2 separate regions of the Mus musculus genome follow, and region 1 is linked to region 2. The links are chromatin contacts, called in public Micro-C maps. All regions are on one chromosome and are shown on one strand. The core of a region is the stretch at or near the end of the contact, and the rest is flanking DNA. Distances in the headings are between cores, read along the strand shown. Region 1 holds the start of Gfi1 (growth factor independent 1 transcription repressor). Region 2 holds the start of Nkx6-1 (NK6 homeobox 1).

Region 1 (7,042 bases), core at 1,039-3,538, 6.1 Mb before region 2:
TGGGCGTATTTATCCTCAAGTGTTTCCACAACAAGTTATTTCGGGGCCCGAGGCGCAGGTTTCTTTCTGCGGACGCGGTGGCCAGTGGCCGGACTCCAGGCCGGTGGCACCGGGGTCCGGTGATTCACGGCCGCGATCGGGGCGATGCTGCCCAAACAGTCGACAGGATTGGGGTGCCCACGGGAGCCGTGCGAGCTGCCTGCTACCAGCGCCCGCAGCTCCTGTCAATCTGTGTCCTGAATCTGTGACTTCTCGCTGCGGAAGTCTCCAGGAGCCAAGAATACTTCGATTTTCTTTCTAGTCATTTCTAGTGCTGATTTCTCAGACATCCCGGGGACTCTATAGATAGCCCCGCGATCCCACAGACAAACAAATTGGGGGCTGCTCAGGGGTGCCCAAGGAGTTGGCAAGGATACCCCCTTCCTGTCACCTCCTGACCCCTTGCGCAAAGGAGGCTCGTGGCCCGCTGTCCCACTGGGGGATGGGGCTGGGGTTGAGAAGGCTAGTGAGCGCCTCTAACGCTCAGGAAGTGAAGTTTGTGGTTTTGGGGGCTGAGCTCCGAAGGAGATTAAAAAAAAAAAAAAAAAAAAAGTCAGAGAGACAGATCAGTCTCTCCCGAAAGCAAGATTCAGTTTGCACACTCTCAGAGCTCGGTGCCCGCGCCCTGACCCCGAAGGTAGGTTTGCTGAACTGCTGTGCCTCCCGCTCAGGCGGGGGTGGCCTCGAGGACTGGTAGGAGTACATTGACACTGTGGGGACGTCCCGAGGGCGCAGGCGGGTCCCCACCTGCTGCAGAGCATCGGCTGCTGGGTTCTGGAGCCACCCAAGCGGTGGAGCGAAAGATCTGGAATAGAGGGGCACACAGTTTAGCGGTTAGATAGCAGAGTGGGATCCACGCAGGAAGAAAACATCTGGTGGGCATGTGGCGGCAGCGGGCTTCTGGAGGCCTCCTTCTGAGCGCCTTGCCTTCAGCTCCCGAATTTCCAGCCTCAGATGACCAGGGGAAGCCTGGCGGGCCGCTGTGCCAGGAGCGTGCCGCCCCGCCCCCTGGACGCCAGCTGCAGCACGAGGTTGCCTTCCCACGCGCTGGGCCTCCTTGCCATCCCCTTACCCCTCCTACCCGGAACCCAGCAAAGCCCTCCGAAGCGTAGGTTTGTGGCCTGGGCGAGGACGCCACCTCTGTGTCTACCCTGTCCCGCGTGGTGCTGACGCGCAGACCCAGCGCGGGACCAGACAGCCCTGCTTCCCACGGGTCCCGTTCTTGGCTATCGCAGGACCGAACCTCATCGAGGCCTCCAGAACTCTTGCCCTGTTTTCTTGCTCTTCATGCTTGCTTTAAGAATTGTCCTCTGGTTGGAGCGTCTGGCTGTACAGACAGGGAGTGCGGGAAAATTAAAGCGCCGGAGCCTGGGTTCTGGGAGCCAAACCCGACCAAGGCGTGTGACTATACATTATGACTGGGAATCTGAAGCAGGAGTCCTTGGGCTCCTTTTAAGTGGGTACAACAGGGTGTGTTCTGTACGCGCTCCTGGGGGGGGGTGGCGAAGAGGCTCGGGTTCCTCAGTCTGAACTGCACGAAGCCCAAAGACCCGGGGCGTGCGCCGGCCTGTGCCCCAGTCTTTGAGCCCGCCGCCGCCGTTCAGCCTCTATTGCCTTGGACCTTGGAGGCAGGCGGATTCGTTTCACCCTAGGCCTCCCTAGGGTCGCCCCCGGAGCGGGCCAGGAGCTGGGACGCAGTCTCAGCCCCGCCTCCTGCAGGGCTCAGGTTTCGACCCGAGATTAGGTGAACTGATTGGGGGTTAAAGAGAGCGACGCCAGCTCTCGGTCATGCTCAGGGACCCTGGCCTCCTGGCCAGGCCTTCTGGCCACTGCTCACTCGTGCGCGCTCCGGTTTCATCTTGCTGGCCCGCGAAGTCGTTGGCACTCATTAAATTTGGGCACCGCGTGTTTGCCAGTAAGCACGCAGTTTAAACTCAACTTCCCTAGGACAAGATTTTTGGTGAGCAGATCAGAAAATAATTCTTTCTGGGACTTAGTTTCTGAAGCAAGGCCTACAGGTCTGGAATGTTTCTCAGTGGTCGCCGTCCTGGCCGGTGCCACACCACTATTCCAGTGGGCGTTTCTCCTGGGACAAGTGTTGGTCCTTTGCCACTCCCACCTCACTTTCCTGTGCCTCTGGCTTCCTGACTTCTGCTCCAGCCACTGCAGCACATAGTCCCTAGGCAAACCAGTCCCTAGTACGCCCCTCTTTCGCTTCTGTTCGTCGCGGGGCTCCTGGAGGTTTTGGCTCCAAGCCCCTTCCGGGTCCCAAACACTGATGCCCCCTGACTGGCTAAACTAAGCCACGCATCCCTGGCGTGAGCCACAACCCAGAAGGGAGCAGGTGGGCTTGCAGGGTTGACTTGGGATAACGGACCAGTTGTGGACTACTGCTCTCAGGAGAGTGATGATCTAGCTTTGGTAGGGAAGGGGAGGGGCTGAGGCGTGGGCAGGGCAGAGCAAAGGGACCAGAGCCAGAGCCTGGGGACAGGTTTTACCACTGAGCTGTTGCAGTGGCGGCGGAGGCCGGGATTCGTGCCACCTGTCCGAGTGCCACCTGGTGAGCGTGGCGCCTGGGTCCAGGCCCCTCCTCCCGCGGCTTCCCTCTCTCCTCCCTGGCCCACACTCTTCCTTGGCCTGGGAACCTACCACAACCGCCATCGGTGCTGACCCTCGTTTCCACCCAATTTTCCCCCTTCTCTCAGAACTCAGAGTATCCGAGGGTCCAAACATTCGTCCAGCGGCTGACCACCATGCCGCGCTCATTCCTGGTCAAGAGCAAGAAGGCGCACAGCTATCACCAGCCGCGTTCTCCGGGGCCGGACTACTCCCTGCGCCTGGAGACCGTGCCTGCGCCGGGCAGAGCAGGTGCGAAGCGCGCAGAGGCCGGGTAGGGCAGCTGCCGAGGACACCGACTCTGCTCCAAGCCACCTCGTTTCCTAGGAATCGGGGGAGGCTATCCTAACGCCCCTCGGGTGCTTTTTTGTTTTTGTTTTTGTTTCCCGGTGCTCAGATTTGCTGAGCTTGCCAGAGATGCCCCTGGCGCTCGCAGTCGGCTCTTGAATTCGGGAGGGAGGGCTCCCGGTTGGGTCAGAGTGGACAGAGGAGGACACGGGCGCCACGGTGGAACCACTTCAGTTCGGCCAGGTTTAGGTTTATTTCTCTCCTGAATCTTTTCCGCAGAGGGCGGCGCTGTGAGTGCAGGCGAGTCGAAAATGGAGCCCCGAGAGCGTTTGTCCCCCGACTCTCAGCTTACCGAGGCTCCCGACAGGGCCTCCGCGTCCCCCAACAGCTGCGAAGGCAGCGTTTGTGACCCCTGCTCCGAGTTCGAGGACTTTTGGAGGCCCCCTTCTCCCTCCGTGTCTCCAGGTAAGCCTTGATTCGAGGTCTTGTGGCAGAGTTCTGGAGTCGCAGCACGGAGGGAAGCCCGCACAAGGGATGCAGAGGGTCGGCCTAGGGATCTGGCTCCTAAGGGAACAGGGTTCAGGGGAGGCATCCAGCTTTTGTGCTGGACACCTTGCCCAAAGTGTCCTCTGCCTCCTTCTAAGTCCCTTAGCTCCAGGCTGGCCCTTAATTCGTTTGCCTGGAACTAACAGGCGAGGTCAAACGAACTGGTCCTTCTCTGGCTGGCATTTCTTTTATGTCCAGAATTCATTGTTTAGAAATTGTCAGATCCCAGAATCCAGGACCCAGACCTGAATACTTCAAACAAGAGACCTGGGCAGTCTGAGCGGTACAGAGCTGGGCACCACACTGGAGTGCAAGGCTGCTGCTGAAAATCTCAGCTCGCTGGCTCTGTCTTCAAAAGTTTCATTTTCTCCCCTTCTGCTAAGAGGGCCCAGGCAGGGGCACCAGCATGCTCGGGCTCATTTCCAGGGAGCAATTGACTAGAGTTGATGGGGGTGGGGTGGGGGTGGGGTGGGGGTGGAGGTGGGGGGGGATATCTCGGGTCACAGCAGAAGTAGAAAGGAGACCAATCCAAATTCTACTAAGAGCAGGCTATTTCCCTTTCACACTATTAGCTCATTCACCCCCACAAGCAGAGGGTTGGTTCTTCCTAGCTGTGTGACCAAGCTGCTATGGGACAGGTCCGCCCAGAATGGAGTGTGCATTTACTTGCATTCATTCAATATCCAATTTTAGCAAAATTCACGTGTGTGAAGGGAGAGGAGTTCTTCTGAAGGTAGTGTAATTTTTAACTGTAATTTTTCATCAGAAATTTATCAGGGATGGGCATACTTCGCGCCCTTGTCTGCTGCCCCTTGCGTCATAGCTTTGAGAAATCTTGGGGACATTCCAGTTTGTTTAGTCTGATACTCCTAGATAACCTGGACTCAACGTGGATCGGCCTTCTCCGTTCTTCCTAATCTATTGCAAAGAGAAAGGAATTGAGTAGAGGAGTACTTGAAAGGAGTCAGGACCCTAGACCTAAGTTCTCCTGTCTGTCTCAATCTTTCTAGCAGGTTCTGGGGACTGGGGGTGGGTGGGGTCCAGCCAGAGAACCATCAAAACGAATTTACCCACCTCTTCAACCTGTATCATTTTAAGTATCACTTTACTGCTCTGTCACTGGTCCTGGAAGCCCCGCGGGCCTACCTGAGTTTCACCCCGGGTGTCGGGGGTACTTGGCTTTCTAATCAGCTAGGGCGCCTGACAATAGTGATGGTGCACTGCGGGCTCCGCCCAGCAGCCTCGAACTTGACTCAATGGCCTCCTGTGCCTTCACAGCGTCGGAGAAGTCACTGTGCCGCTCTCTGGACGAAGCCCAGCCCTACACGCTGCCTTTCAAGCCCTATGCATGGAGCGGTCTTGCTGGGTCTGACCTGCGGCACCTGGTGCAGAGCTATCGGCAGTGCAGCGCGCTGGAGCGCAGCGCGGGCCTGAGCCTCTTCTGCGAGCGCGGCTCGGAGCCGGGCCGCCCGGCAGCGCGCTACGGCCCCGAGCAGGCTGCGGGCGGAGCCGGTGCGGGACAGCCAGGGAGCTGCGGGGTCGCCGGGGGCGCCACCAGCGCTGCGGGCCTGGGGCTCTACGGCGACTTCGCGCCTGCGGCGGCCGGGCTGTACGAGCGGCCGAGCACAGCAGCAGGCCGGCTGTACCAAGATCATGGCCACGAGCTGCACGCGGACAAGAGCGTGGGCGTCAAGGTGGAGTCGGAGCTGCTTTGCACCCGTCTGCTGCTGGGCGGCGGCTCCTACAAATGCATCAAATGCAGCAAGGTGAGGCTCGCGCGCGCCTGGCCTCATCAGCCCTGTGTCCCCAGTCCGTGACCCTCCAGCATGCGCACCCCGCGACCCCCCTCAGCGGCCTTCTCCCTGGCCCCCCACTCGCCCTCAGGTGTTCTCCACACCGCACGGGCTGGAGGTGCACGTGCGCCGGTCCCACAGCGGCACAAGACCCTTTGCGTGCGAGATGTGCGGCAAGACCTTCGGGCACGCGGTGAGCCTGGAGCAACACAAGGCAGTGCACTCCCAGGTAAGATCGGCGCTGGCGGCCTGACGCTGCACTGGGGACCTTTCAGCTTGTCCTCCGAATCGGCACCAGCCATTTTCCCACTGCCTCCCGGTGCCCCCTCTGCTTGCTCCTATTTGGGGGTGCAGAGAAACCTGGGTGACAGAAGTCCTGGAGTGTGCTGCAATCTTAGATTGCAGTGTCGCACCGCTGTGAGTCTCCAGCAGTGGAATTCTGTTGGAGATTTGTTGACATTTGCTGCTAATGCACTGACTTTACTGTTTATGTTCCCTTCATCCTTCCTGACTGGCAAGGGAGGGTCTCAGTTCATGCGCAGCGTCCAGTAGCGAATGCTGGTCATTCATTCATTCATTCATTCATTGCTTTATAACTTGCCTAAATCTAAGGCTTTAGGCACCTGAGAATCCTGTAGCACAGCAGGTCCTGTATGGTGGATTAAAGAGAGGGAGATAAGCAAAATACTACACAAGTGTCTGTGACAGCAGCCCATCTGGTCCAAACCCCACAGTGACTGGGGAGGAGGGGCAATCTAAGTGGCTGAGGTCCTGCTGAGGAGGGTGTCAATGGGTGTCAAAAATGCAGGGCGGAGCTACGCTTTTGTCCTGGGGTGTGGAGGGTTGTGGCTGTAAAGTGTTTTAGTAGTTAATCAGTAGGTGTTGAATGATGGGGTGGAGGGAGAGAGGAGAGGGTTTCTGGCTCTGGGAGATCAGTAGATGTTGGAGAGAGAGAGAGAGAGAGAGAGAGAGAGAGAGAGAGAGAGAGAGAGAGAGAGAGAGAGCACAAGCGCCAAGGAGGCTGCTGAAGGAGCGGCACATTTCTTCCTCCTCTCTTCCTCTCTGCTCTGCAGGAACGCAGCTTTGACTGTAAGATCTGTGGCAAGAGCTTCAAGAGGTCATCCACGCTGTCCACACATCTGCTCATTCACTCGGACACCCGGCCCTATCCCTGTCAGTACTGTGGCAAAAGATTCCACCAGAAGTCAGATATGAAGAAACACACCTTCATCCACACAGGTGAGCTAAACCTGGGCTTGTAGGAGATGCTTGAAGGACATGACTCCCCTCTGATAGTCTACCTCCAATGAGTGGTAGATGAGTTCTCCCCCAGAGTGAATCTGGTTTGTCCTTGAGTCTGAAGGAGTATCTTCCTCTATGTCAACAGCTGTGCGGCATCAAGCCCTCCCAGAGGGTCAATGTAAATATTTACTAGAGATATGGGTATTCATATGTGTCAACTAAACTTCATTTTTATAAGAGCTTCCTTTGTTTGAGCAGGAAAAGAAAGGCAAATGTTACCAAGTTTCCTGCTGAGTCTGTGTTGACAACTCCAGAGACAGTAACTGTTTCTTTAGCCTCATTTTAAAAATGAGATGAGGAAATCAAGGCTCAGAACGTATCCAGGATTACAGGGCTCAAGTTCAGGTTTGTTGGTCTGAGCTCCCAAAATCATAGTCGAGACTTGTTCCTTGTGTAGTAGAGGTTTACAGCCGTGGGAGGTGGTTAATGAGGAAACTCCTATTCGTTTGTTGTTCTTT
Region 2 (6,984 bases), core at 3,356-5,855:
CACCTGTTGCCACATTCCAGAATATATATTTCAAACCAAGATTGCATACCAAGGGTTGCAAATAGGTCGGGGGGGGGGGGACAGGGAGAGGGGTAATTTTTGTTCAAAAAGCGATGTATTTGCAGTCCTATGTAAACCTACTCTGTCGCAGACACTTCTAGACATTTTGTGTTTGCCCTTTCCCAACCTTCTGGGGTCTTCTGAAATCCTCCGTGAGGCACCCCAGTTCTGGTTACGCCTGCTGTTGCTGTTTTGCTGGGCTTGGGGGGTGGGGGGAGTTGTCCCCAGGGAGGCTGAGGCAAATTCTGGAGAGGGGTCTGGGTTTTTTTTTTTTTTTGGTAGAAGAACCCACCGTGCATCTGCTGGCAGTTCCTCACAGGCGAGCACGGAATGGAAAGTCCCCAAGGGCCTTTGTTGCCCTGTGGAGCATGAGTTGACCCCAGTCTAGTTCTTTTCCTAATCGTCTTCTTCACCTTTGGCAGAACTTCGGTTCAGGTCCGGTTCTCACATCACAACACTTAGCCGCAGCAAAGAGATCCACGCGTGATTTTTTTCTCCCCCTGTCTGCTCCGGAGACCAGGCTAGGCCATCTTGGGGGACCTTCTTGGGTCTTCCTTGTATTTCTGTGTAGCAACTAGCTCGACTCACTTTGTTAACACTGACTTAAAACTAATCTTTCTTTTATTCAGCCCGAATAGGTCCCAATGCTCGGCGAAATGAAGTGGTTAAAATCTTCTAGAGGGTTCGACAAAGCAAGTTCAGAAGAGACTTTTTGTTGTTTAGTGTGTGGGGGCTTTATTGTTGTTTGGTTTGCTGTAAACACACATAATCCCCTCCCTCCTTTTTTGTAGCAATGGCCTTTCTACAGCACCCTTGAGCACCTCCACACTAATATATTCGGAGCAGAACCGTTGGCATCTTTGCGAGCCTAAATACAGTTAGCTAAGGTTTCATTCGCATTCATCCTGTGTCACCCTGGATTTAATGACAGTTCCTTTCTCTTAAAGCAGAAGTATCTATTGCGCGTGGAGCGCTGCGCGCTGCTTCAAAGGTCAAGGGAGAGTACGGAGCCTAGTGGATCCCTCAAGCTGCAGATTCCGGGAGCAGGCTGCAAGGGAACCTGAGCACCCGCTCACCGCTCCCCCATAGGCTCAAAATCCAAGAGGTGGATCCACCTTCCACACCTCTCCCTGTGACCCCCTCCTGCAACCTCCGATTTGCCCAACAGCTTTCATTTATTTTTAATTAAAATGCAAATCAATCGCTTTCAAGTAGAGCCTTGCCCTCTCCAATATATAGCTGTATACATATAGAAGCGTGGTGTTGAGATGAGCCGGTCGGTTTCTTCCTCTGCTCCTTGTTTGGAAGGGCCCCGGCTTTATTAGGAAGTGTGCGCAAGAGTTAGGAGGTCCCCAAGGAAAAACAATCAGGAGCCCCAAGAGGGTTTGAAAGCAGCAAACCCTGGGCCCACAAGGCAGGCAGGCCCTGCCACACCCACTGCAGCTCGCCTGGAACCCCGGGCCGAAGAGTGGAGGGCAGGGTGACCTCTTCCCGACTGAGCCCAGCAGCTCACACTCCTGGGATCCTGGGGGCAGATCCCGGACAGCACCTGGCTAGAGGCACCCGCCTTTCTTCAGAGGCGGGTGGGATGAGTCGGAAAACAAGCTGCCATTGCCGCTGCCGCTGAAGAATTTAGACACCCCTTAAGGATCGAGGTACACAGTCCCCATCATTTTTTATTGTTAGAATTGGGAATCATACTATTTAAATTATGAATTATGAATGACAGAGACTCAACGGATGAGATGTCTTCATTTCAAAACCAGCTTTGTAACTACGGAGCACAGTTAAGTTGGAGTTGACTCTCTCTCTCTCTCTCTCTCTCTCCTCCCCCTTCCCCACTTTCTCTGTCTTTCTCTGTGTCTCTGTCTTTCTCTTTGTCTATCTCTCTGTCTTTCTCTGTCTCTCTGTCCCTGTGTGTCCTTCTCTGTCTTTCGCTGTGTCTCTGTCTGTCTCTCTCCGGTCTATTTTCTTTTTTGACACCCCCTCCCCAATACCAGATACTAAATTCTCAATAGAAAAAAAAACCGATCAATTTACCAACCCATTCCCCATTACAGTAACTACAAAGATAGCTACTTTTGAGGAAAGAACTTCCAATACACTTAGGTTCGGTTTTCTCGGTTCCTACCTAGTCCCTTTCCCGGTGGACATGAGCAGATCGCAGGAGGCCCAAAATTCGAGCTCTGGCTGATCGTGTGCCACGGAGGAAATGCTGGGTCCGAGTGAGAGTAGTTTGTGAGGAAGCCAGAGGCATTGAAATTCCAGCGGCAGAAACAGAGCCGGGGCTTGCCCGCCACTGTCCGCTTCACGAAATTGGCTGGCTGCTCTTCTCGGGTTTAGGTAGCAGAGGGCTGGCGTGGAAGCGCAGACAGCACCCACTTTAGCTCTCCCCGGAGCCTAGAGACTGGCAGGCCGCTTAGCATATCTCCCACCCGTGCAGAGCCCCACCTTTTCCAGGGTCAGATCTAAACTCTACGGAATGATGGCAATAACCAAGTCTTGAAGTTAATAAAGATGGGAAAGCCAGAGGAAGACAAATATCATCTTCCCCACCCCCGACTCTGAGCGAATGAAAGGAGCAGGCGATGATTAACCCCTAGGCTTTACTCTCACACGTCAAACTCAACCTCAAGTTGACAACACTCAAGCTTTGGAGAAGTAAGGGGACCGACCAGTTTAAGGCCTCCTGCTTGACATTCAGAGTCAAACTCCCTGGCGCTGCTCAGTTTTAATTCCTGGGTCATTTATCGCCTATTTCTGTTTTCTGAACCTTAAATTTGGACTCAATAATATGATGCAAATCTCTGCTGTGACACTTCCCGCCCCCCCCCCCCCCACTGGTGTATCAACTGCCCGATTTCTCAAGATCGACCAAAGAGGTTTTTTCCTTGGTTTTGGTCAACCCTGAGCAGACCTTAAAGATCGGCCAGAGGGAGCAAAGCCCTTTTGACCATCGCTCCCAATGTCAGCCTAGAAGTCGGTCGTCTCTAGTTTACTCAACTACCCGAGTTGAGAGCTTGACCAGACTTTCCAACAGTTACCTGTCTTCCCCCGAGGTATTCCTCTATCTAAAGTTGTCCTGTGAATTTTAGTGATCCTGCCTCATAAATCCAACTAATAATAATAGAGGGAGGATTTTAAAAAAATAATTATCTCATTTCTGTTAGGTTTAGACACCACGCAGGAGATAAATATTCTCATTAAGCTGATTTCATCCCCAGAGTACTGAGCCCCCTCATAAGTGATAATGATCTAGGGAGTGGGAGAGCGAAGACAAGAACGGAGAAAGAACAGAAAAGAGCAGGAGACGGAAAGATGGTGAAGGGTGACCCTTAGGCCTGCGAGGGGTTTAAAAACATCTACGGGCTTAAGGAACAACAAATCAATTTACACGATTCTGGAAGAGCCCAGAGGGCCTTTAATTAATCCCTTCAAAAGAAGGAAGTCGGCCTGGGATATGCCTCCTGCCTGCTCCATTAGCTCCCTTTTCGCAAGGGTCCAGACACCGTTGGAGGTGGGCGCCGCGCGCGAGCTGGGGGAGGATGACGCGAGCTGGCGTGGGCGGAAGAGCCGCACTTAAACTGCTTTTCCATAGAAGGGCTGGATTTTCATTATTCCTCTCTTTAAAAAGTAATGCCCTCTTCGTCCCTGCTCCCTCCTTCTCCTTTCCATTTTATTTTGCACGATTAGTTGAGCCGGCCGCTGGCTCTAGACTGGAACCACTCTTTTCGCCAGGCCCCTCCCCTCTTGGCTCCGCCCAAGTGAAGCTGGGGCGGGGACTAGGAGGGCGCGTCCTTATGGCTCCCTAGTCTCAGCCAATCAAAAGGTGTGGCGCTCCCAGGTGGGCGTGTTCTAGGAGCGACGCCTTGCCCAAGCTGAGCGCTATTGGAGGCGGTGTTTACGCCCAGGACCCGGGCCCCGCTCCTCAGTCCCGCCCCGCCGAGCCGCCCCGGAATGACGTCCTCGAAAGTTCTCATTTTGGCCCCCCACCTCCCCTCCCTTGCGTCCCCCAGCTAAAGAGAGGCAGGGAGGGGTGCAAATATTTTATTACCTTTGAGAGCTTCATCCGAACTGTCAGGCCCAGAGGGAGAGAGGAGAGAAGGGAAGAGCCGCCGAGAGGGTCAGTTTGGCCAGAGGACAGGGCTTGGAAGAGCCAAGCCTGGAAAGCCAAGGAGAAATGCCAGAGAGGCAAGAGAAAGGCGGAGAGTGAGAGGAAGAGAGGGCGCCAGGGGGTGGGACGGGGGGGGGTCTCCCGGCCGGCTTGCAGAAGAGGACGGACGATCGGAACCGGCCCGTCAGACTTTTTCCATACTTAGGTTTATTTTCTTTTATCCTTTTCGATCCGGCTAGTCCGGCGCCGCGTGGCTCGGAGGGGAAGTAGGCTCGTGGGCGCACCAAGTCCCCAGCCGCCGGAGCGGTGTCACTGACTGCCCTTTCTGGCGCAGTAACGCCGGGCCCGAGGCAGTGGCGGGCGCGATACCCGCGCCGGCCGTTTGTGCTCTGTCCCCCGGGCGAGCGGTGAGTGCGACTCAGCAGCGCGGCCGCCGGGAGAGCGGAGCGTCCGAGCGAGATCAGAGGCGCGCACCGGGCGGAACGCCGCCCGCTTTGAAGCTCCCCCAGGCGAGCGAGCCGGCCCCCGCCCTCCTACATCAAAGCGAACGCTCCGCGCCTCCCAACCTTGTTGCAAACTCTCTGGGTCGGCTGCGGGGTACGTCTTGCTGATTTCCCGCGGGGGTGGAGAAGATGAGAAGCAGAGCGCTCTGAGCCGGGAACGAGGGACCAGCGCCTGGGATCGAATCCGGGACTCCCGAAGCCGAGGAAGCGCTGAGCCCGCCCGCGCCCCCGCAGCCCTCGCCCCTGCCGCCTCCCGCGGGGCGTTTGGACATTTTTGCTGCGCAGCTCCCGGAGCCCGCGGCCGATCCACACTTCGCTTGCGCGCGCCCCCGGCACCTCGGGTTCTCCCGAGCCCCGGCGGGGCCACCGACCTGCGTGGCTGCGGGTTCGGGTCTGGCTGTGGGATGTTAGCTGTGGGGGCGATGGAGGGCCCTCGGCAGAGCGCGTTCCTGCTCAGCAGCCCGCCCCTGGCCGCCCTGCACAGTATGGCCGAGATGAAGACCCCGCTCTACCCCGCCGCTTATCCCCCGCTGCCCACCGGGCCCCCCTCCTCCTCGTCCTCGTCCTCCTCGTCCTCGTCGCCCTCCCCACCTTTGGGCTCACATAACCCGGGCGGCTTGAAGCCCCCGGCCGCGGGGGGCCTCTCGTCCCTGGGCAGTCCCCCGCAGCAGCTTTCGGCGGCCACCCCACACGGCATCAACGACATCCTGAGCCGGCCCTCTATGCCGGTGGCCTCGGGGGCCGCCCTGCCCTCCGCCTCGCCCTCCGGGTCTTCCTCCTCCTCCTCCTCGTCCGCCTCCGCCACCTCGGCCTCTGCGGCGGCCGCCGCCGCCGCTGCTGCTGCCGCCGCTGCCGCCTCGTCGCCCGCTGGGCTGCTGGCCGGCCTGCCCCGCTTCAGCAGCCTGAGCCCTCCGCCACCGCCGCCCGGGCTCTACTTTAGCCCCAGCGCCGCGGCTGTGGCCGCCGTGGGCCGGTACCCCAAGCCCCTGGCCGAGCTGCCCGGTCGGACGCCCATCTTCTGGCCCGGAGTGATGCAGAGTCCGCCGTGGAGGGACGCGCGCCTTGCCTGTACCCCCCGTGAGTACTATGGGAGGGGAGGGTGGGTCCCTGCCTTCTAAGTCTGCTCTCGGGTCGTGAAGCACACAGTGCCCCTGCGGGCGGTCAGTCTCCTGGCCGCCACACTAGTTTGGAAGTTCCGGGACAGCACGCCGTTGGCTGGGCCCCTGCAGGCGAGCGAGGGACTCGCGCTTTCCTGGGCTCGCCGAGGCTCATGCAGGCCTGGGCTCCACCAACGAGAATGCGTCTGGACAGAACACAGCGCAGCAAGCGAGCTTCTGTCTGGGCTGTTCTTGAACCTGGCCAGCTCTGGGTCAGATGGATGGAAAGCGGGAAAAGGCCTCCGCACCCCTTCCTTTCTGGCTCCTTCCTGCCATGCTCGCCCGTTCCTTCAGTAGTCTGACCCTTGTTTTCGGCAAACCCGCGAGGGTAGGCAAGGCAGCTGGCTATCTACCTCCTCGAGAAAAGCAGACTTTTGCTTGCACACACCCTCCCTGGTTGTCTCCAGCTCACCTTTTCTCCCAGCTCCCTCGCCCACTCCCAGTGCACTTGTCCAGAATGACCTGTGCCAGCGGTTCCCAGAACTAGGCTGTTGTCATTGATGGACCCGGGTCTTCCCTACTCCTGAATCCCAGGGCCCTGGTCACTGAAGGGGCATTGACACTCAACAGACTAACTCAAGAGAGGACATGATGAGAAATATACATGTGCAGGACACAGACCAGTAAAATGTAGCCTCCAAACGCTCTGGGTCAATTCAGCTGTCCCAAGGTCTGGACAGACAATTCTGGCTAGTGGGTCACAGCTCCTAGATAGAAGGCTCCTTCCCCCCTCCCCCCAGGTGGCGCCCAGGGCCCGGCTCAACTCTGTTCTTTGCTGACGACCAAGTCCCTGAAGTCAGTCCAGGTTCTCTGGACCTCCTTGCCTGAGATTTAGCGGCAGTAACTTGACTAACGGGAAACTATGTCAGGCTCTATGTGGGAAGGCGATTCCTCAGAGCTATTGAAATGTCTGAGAGACACTATTGTATCCTTGATTGTAGGGATTGCCAGACCTGTGTCTCCTCTGGTCTCTTCTCCAGCCCGTAAGGGCCTCAAACTTTAAGAGTTATGTCCTAAAGTGCTCAAAATACAAGGAGCCCTTTATTGCTCAGCACAGGTTAGGGAAGTGGCCAAGGAAAACAAAACAAAATATAAAATTTAAAAAGTTAGTTTACCTTCACACCAAACCACTTATCTGCTCAGAGACTGA

The links. A called contact is a pair of places that touch in the nucleus more often than the background predicts.
Region 1: a contact with region 2 is called in a Micro-C map of embryonic stem cells, with 20 times the contacts expected there. The contact joins the promoter of Gfi1 here to the promoter of Nkx6-1 in region 2. A contact is called at or near these places in 4 of 484 Hi-C or Micro-C datasets (cerebellum and embryonic stem cells).

Annotation. Positions count from the first base shown.
Region 1 is chr5:107,719,589-107,726,630 of GRCm38.p6, reverse strand. Gfi1 (growth factor independent 1 transcription repressor) reads left to right here and starts at 2,288. Exons shown (of 6, transcript NM_010278.2): 1 at 2,288-2,907; 2 at 3,223-3,408; 3 at 4,768-5,255; 4 at 5,374-5,511; 5 at 6,356-6,521. The coding sequence starts at 2,793. RefSeq lists promoters at 467-701, 1-872, 2,269-2,657.
Region 2 is chr5:101,662,332-101,669,315 of GRCm38.p6, reverse strand. It overlaps Nkx6-1 (NK6 homeobox 1), which reads left to right and starts at 4,605. Exons shown (of 3, transcript NM_144955.2): 1 at 4,605-5,754. The coding sequence starts at 5,082.